2 separate regions of the Bicyclus anynana genome follow, and region 1 is linked to region 2. Evidence: chromatin contacts called from public Hi-C data. All regions are on one chromosome and are shown on one strand. The core of a region is the stretch at or near the end of the contact, and the rest is flanking DNA. Distances in the headings are between cores, read along the strand shown.

Region 1 (3,496 bases), core at 365-2,864, 36 kb before region 2:
GCAGAATAGTTCGTTTGTTTAGTTGTTTAAGCGCGCTTATCTCTGGATCTACCAGTTGGATTTTACTTTTTAGCACTTGAATAAATTATATAGGAAAATTTTTATGAAAGTATGTTTTTGTAAATACCAAGAATAAGGGGGCTAACAAAGTCGTCAACGTCTCCTACAAGTACTTATAAACACATTGTGAAATCTAAAGTGACCGACCCGTTTTAGACTTTTTTTGCTACCCTCTGCCTCCAAGCTCTTCGGTTTAGAGAAAGTGTTGCTAGCATCTCTGGAATTGGCTTGTGGCTCTTCCTGGATAATCGTGTTGTTTTCCTCGTTAATTCCGACTGATTTCTTCAATTTCAACTCAGAAGGGCGGTCCTGGGCGGATAGTTTCTTCGATGTCTTCTCAACTATTGTGAGCTTGGGCTCGGATTGCTCGTGGATACCTTCCAGCAGCGGTGTGGTATCGTTTATCTGAACTGACTGAAGATTATTTTCCACACTCTTCGACCTCGATACACCGGCACTCTGGTCGAGCGAGGAGTTCTGACTGTTGCTGTTAGATTTACTGTTCCGACGCCTGAGGGCCCTCTTCCACAATCGCTTCCCTTTAGACTCTTTTTTGTTGGGGTCATTTTCCATTATTGATTTATTTCTAACTTGTTATATAATTAAACATTTCGACAGTTATTCGGTAAGTGAATGACAAGTGCTTGTTTAAAAAAATGAAAATATATTTTGCGACATTTTTTGTATACTGCAAACGTATTATAATATTAAAAGTTACATCTTGTACAACACAATATTAAAAAAATAAATAAATAATTCACCGATTTAAACAATTCTAAAAATATAACTTTTGTGATTTTCGTGGCACACGGATTGTCTGTTTGACGTTTGTTTCTTTTTTTTTTTAATAAGAAAAAAATATACAGTTACGTCGTGCCAGTATCGTTATCGGATAATAATCGCTTCCTCTATGCAGTAACTCTTCCGTATGAAAAATATCCGAGTAGGTGGATATCTACGTCACGTTTATTAAGTTAACTCGCAAACGCCAGCGACTACGTCCGGATAAAATCCGGTTATATTTTATTTTTCATGCCGTGTTATTTTGAGAATTCTGGAAACACAAAACATTTTTATAGTAGTAGTTTTCTTTTAAAGTGAAGAACTTTAAATATAAAACTTTCATTCCTTCTTCTGAGAGGAGACCACGAGTCGGAGAGAGATTCTGAGAGGAGGCCCGTGCTCAGCAGTGAGCCAAATATGAGTTGATAATGATGATGAGCCCTTCTTCATGATCTTTAAAAGGATTTTCTTGAAACCAGCTAACATACCTATAAAAACATCTATCCGACGCCCGGCGGATTCACCCGCGTAAATTTCGTTCTCGTGAGAATATGGGGATAAAATATAGCCTAGGACACTCAAAACTAACACGGCTTTCTAGTGGTAACACAGAATTCCAAATCGTAATTATGCATAAACGAAAACGAATACGAAAATGAAGGCGGCCAGCCTTAGGCGTCTCGCCTCAGTTTTGACGCGGTAGTGACCTATCTATAGTATAAAATCTTTGGATTACACATATCCACACGTTTCAATAGCCAGAGTACGGTGACACGTATATGTCCGTAGCATTCAAACGCCCTTACACCAATACGTGCCCTTCCGCATTTCACGCACACAAGCGTAACGAAGAAACGAGTCGGTTCGTCCGACAGATCCGCCGTAAATGGCTTTAATTGATACCCATTGAAAGAATCAAGTGCATGCTGTTATTTCTTAATTCGTGTTCCGTACTATGATCACATGTTTCCTGATGCCATAAAAGCAATTAGTGAGCTTTCATATATTATTAAGCGGAATTGATTGTTTGGTTGAAAGCGCTAATCTGAGGAACTGTTCGAATTGAAACATTGTTTCGGTTTTGGATAGCAAATTTAATTATGGGAACAATACCTACTCTATCAAATTCATTGCAACTCGCAAAATAGGTTGCTTCCATTCCAAACGTCTAAAGAATCATCATCATCATTATATCAGCCGATAGATGTCGATAGACGTTTTGTAGGGACTTCCAAACATCACGATCCTGAGCCTCCTGCATCCACCAAATCCCTGTGACTCGCTTGATGTCGTCAGACCACCTGGTGGGGGGTCGATGTAATCTATACTAATATTATTAAGAAGTAAAGTTTGTAGGTGTAAACTCTAGGGTCTCCTCAACCAATTTTGAAAATCTTTTACCTTTATAAAGCCAAGTTATTGGTGAATGCCATAGGCTATATTTGATCCCCGTTTTCGCACAGTAACGGGAAATACACAAACGAAACCGCGAGGCGACTGCTACATTGTATTAACTACTACCAGAACCTCCTAGTTTCACACGCGTAGTTCCCATTCCCGTGGAAATACGAGGACAAAATATAGCCCGTTACTCCCGGATAATGTAGCTTTCTATTGGTGAAAGAATTTTTCAAATTGTTCCAATAGTTTTAAAATATATTCAATGCAAACAAACAATCAAATATGTCATCTTTTTAATATTAGTATAGTTAATACAAGGTAATACCACCCGAGCAAAAACACAAGCGGATCGGCCTGTCATAAATACATTGCAGAAAATTGCGTATGACAGACAGATATCGAACTCTTCCGTTATATAAATTACATGAACGGACTATAAATAAATCGTACTGTAGCCGACATCTCTTTGTGATGTGCCGTACCGTGAATAGTACGGAGTAGGTACGTATGGGCACGGCACTACTAATTAATAGACGTTGAATACATTGCACACAGAATATTCAACTTGTGACAAGGTCACATGTTATGTAAGTATTAAAGGCGATGCATTTGGCTCTCTCGTCAAACGTGGACCTTGCGATTTAGATATATGTATGCTAATTTATCGATGTAACGTGACGTCATCACATGTATCCACTGCGCTTGTGTGGGGTCTGGTGTCTATGAAGAGCAAATGTGACGTCACATTACGCTCATTCTTAGACTACATTTGTAAGCCCCCATTCGCAAGAGCGTTTTTTTTAACGGACATTAAAAAAAGCTTTCAAATATAATATAAAGTGAAATGAAGGTCTATTTCCAACGCCCAACATTCAAAATACAACACAGCTCGAAAAAAAAGCGCAAAACATTAAGGAAAAGGAAAACATTAATTAGTTTTTATTAACATTAAAAAATGTTTTGCTTGAAAAAGTATATTATAAAATTAATGACTTTTTGACCGAAAAACAATAAATCCGCCTCTCTACTTATCTTATCTTATGTTAAGTTAAGTTTTGCTTTGTAGTTACAACACCCTCACAGGGTTCCATTTGTAATAATTATGACATTTTATATATGACATGTGTTAAATATTATAATGGAAATGTAACTTAAATAAATAAATGAAAGCGTCGCGTTTTAAAACGCTGACGTTTGAACATATTGGGAATGTACTTGTTCTATTTGAACGCTTTTTAACGGACGTTAAAAA
Region 2 (3,452 bases), core at 278-2,777:
AGGCTAGATCCTGATTGTCATGGGCATGACAGAGTTGGGAACAGTTCTTACTGGGATGCCATGTGTGTCGACAGTGTGACCTCATTCTATATCATCTTTGTACTATTCCTGTCTGTATTCCTAGAACCACATATAATATTTTTAAAAAAAGTTTAGCAAATAAATCTCTGGTCAATGTCTTATATACATACTATATCTTATCTGTATAACAAATTTACTTTATGAGTTAATTCTAGAACAAATTATTAAATCCAATAAGCAATAAGTAGTGTTAAAGTCTTTAAAAAAATTAAGCATAAAAACTAAATGTAAATACCTCATCTATATAAAGAGAATTGGCCTATGGTAACATTTCCATAAATCATATGGGATTTTCAATTATAAAAAAATAGTTGAACGTTAAAAAAGTAAGAAGTATCAGTGATCCTACAAAATTGTTAATATTTTATATGTAATATATTTCAAAATTATAGCTCATGTAGGTATAATGTAGACATGGTGAATAAAATGGAAAATAGCAAACACTGCAAATCAGGTTCATTTAGAGTAGTCATTCGTATATCGAAATATAGGTAAGATATAAACACTTTCTATTTTATTCATATTGATATCCAAACCACATTATACATAAGCATTAAATAATTCAGTCGATGTATAATGTAGAGAGCAAATAAACTCAGAAGTTATAATTAAAAAATCTATTCATAACCTAAAAAAACCTGTTTGAACTGTCATTGACTCATTGTTTTGTTACAAACAATGAAAGCACAACATTTTTATAGGTCTTTTTCACTTGTTTAATCTCCCATGTAAAGAAACCCTAGGAATTAGGAAATTACTAAGAGAATACACGAAGTTGTTGACTCACGAGTTATCGAAGTAGGTAGGTTTTTATAACGTCACTTCACGACACATTAATGCACCAAAAAATTAACTACGCAAGTGAATTTCTAGAAACATGCTGGTAACTACGACTTAAACGTTATGGGCAACGCATTTAAGCTAATTTTCACGCATGTTTACAGTAGGAAATCAAACTAATATGCATAATATACGCCTTGGAGGTGGTATCATTAATGAAATGCGTGCAAGGTACACTCTAATGAAAGTGCGATGATGAGGATTAAAGTAATATCTATAGAGGCTATCTACGAGAAACATACGCGTGATGATTAAATATTAAATTATTTACAGTGTCTCGTATTGCTGGACTGAAGAAACAAAGAAAATATTGAAGAACTTCGATAATTGGCATTCACGAAGAAAATGGCGTCATATCACACTAGTCACGGAACAAGGTACAATTTCATCATATAGAAGCACATCACACAGTCACGTTCAAACACCATATTTAAGTTAAATGCAGTACAATATTAATTCTCTTTTGTAAATTACTCACTTTGAATATGAATTCCAAAGAAAATCATCCAAAAACTCAAAGGACTGATGACAAGGCACTCCACTCACCGTTTGCAAAACCCAGACTAATCACGTGACCAGATAAGTGTTGCCATTTGCCGTTTTAAACTTAAAGCTTAGAATACATGGAATCCTGAAACCTAAACGCAAAACTACCCCCGAAGTCGTTATCTTTTCAGTAAAATATTAAAGTGTTGGAGGTAAAACGACGACGCTATTGTGTCCTTTTCTCTCACGCATACGACAGCAGGTTTACTCGTAAGTTACAACTTCTGTAATGCGTCCCAAAACGCAACCATTTCTTTTTTTAAACTCCGTGAAACCTGCCACTCTCCAAGTGTTTTCATCTCGACTCAGAGCCTCGATTTTAACTTATCCAAAAATAAACATAAAGGTTAAGTTAAAATGGTAAAGAAATAAGAATAAAGTTAAGAATGCTTTTAAAAACTCTTTGAAAGTACTAAAGCCATTCTCAAGTTCTTGTACTCTCCGACCTCGTAGTGCTTTTGATAGTAACTAATTAAAAAAATTATAATAAAAAATAAGTGTAATAAATTATAATAAAAATAATAAAAAAAATCTGCCTATCAAAACCTTATAACAGCATAAGCATTCTTGCTCAGATTAATTACATAAGGACTACTACCTTTTTGAGGGACTGAGGTAAACTCACACATCGAAAATAGTTAACACCAATAAATATATTTTTCACTACTCTTGCTCAAAAACACTGTCATATTACCACTCCACAGCGGGGCTAAACAAGTATATTAGCCTCTAGGGGCTAAAGTAATTTTGTTTTTTAATTCTTGTCTGTTACGAGTACTAGCTAAGTACTAGCCTACTATAAAACGGAGGAGGTTTTATTCGAAAATAGAATCATTACAGGTAAGGCACTGATTGTTTTGAAAAATAAATAAAAAACTTTAAATTGGAATGAAATGCAGCGTTCTTGTCTGTGGAATGCGTTTATTTTTTTATTGATTTGCGAATAGAACGAGATTTGAAGACATGGGACATCCTTAACGGTGTAAACCTTTGCCTCTTTCTCATGTGAAAAAAATTAAATTAAAAAACAATTGGCGTGATACACACTTGATTTTTTTCAGAAATTCATTGTCAATTTGTGACCGTAACTTACATATTTTTCAACAATAATTGTTATTATTGTCTTCATCTAGTGAGAATGGTGATCCTAATTTGGAGATGGATAAAATTTTCAATTTGTTACCATCAAAGTCGAGACGCATTTACTTAAATAGGTACTTACCTAAGAAAAGTTTTATAAGTGGAGAAAACAACAACGAATGGATTCGCTTATGAAAGGAGTTTTTTTAAACTATTATCTACCACGTTTATCTTACATACCTACTTATTATTCATCTTCACAGTAGTCGGAAATTATGTTACTGGGTAAAAGAAACTCCCTTAATATCCAAAATTGTAGACTTTGTACATTTAATTTTCAATTAAAATAAATCATTGAATATTGTACTAAACTATTTTATTTTCTCGCAATCGTAGTGAAAAGCAGAGTGTAACACGTGGGGCTAAACCCATTATAAACTCGGTTTCTATTTAGGCGGCTCTCACCTGCGTCTCGGGCCCTAAAAATACCTCGTATATAATGGGTCTTTTTAGCCCCTTGTATAACAATCTACTATTTCATTTCTCATACTCGGAAAGTAGTGTTGTTTTGATCTGAGTATTGGGTGGAAAATGTTGCTCCAGGGAGGGAATAACTCATACAAATTCCCACCTAAGGGCCGGAATGAACTTTAAAAATAAAACTGCTGTCAGCTGTGAAGAGATTTTATGATTTATTTTTAAATTTGTATCCAACTAAAGGACAATGGTCTATTTCCAAACAAATTTTTGCTGACATTTTTTTTAAGCGTCTATGAATGAAAAAAATATAAAATGATAGATAATTATTTTCTTAACAATTTATTCTTATGGTTTAATATTATGTGAAGTCTGGAATTCGAGATATTTATGTTTGAAGTTTTAGAGGTTATGTTTTGTCAACAACG

The links. A called contact is a pair of places that touch in the nucleus more often than the background predicts.
Region 1: a Hi-C map of whole body shows a contact between it and region 2, with 2.9 times the contacts expected there. The contact joins the enhancer-like site here to the promoter of LOC112049870 in region 2. A contact is called at or near these places in 2 of 2 Hi-C or Micro-C datasets (whole body and whole larva).

What each region holds. Positions count from the first base shown.
Region 1 is chr10:3,572,574-3,576,069 of ilBicAnyn1.1, reverse strand. The region is part of intron 5 of LOC112049870 (AN1-type zinc finger protein 6); the gene reads right to left. Among protein-coding and RNA genes, the nearest start is that of LOC112049854, 33 kb to the left of the region's middle. Within about 2 kb of position 1,614, at least 7 of the 8 cell types and tissues checked have open chromatin away from gene starts, as enhancers often do.
Region 2 is chr10:3,536,188-3,539,639 of ilBicAnyn1.1, reverse strand. It overlaps LOC112049870 (AN1-type zinc finger protein 6), which reads right to left and starts at 1,527. Exons shown (of 7, transcript XM_024087914.2): 1 at 1,400-1,527; 2 at 1-120.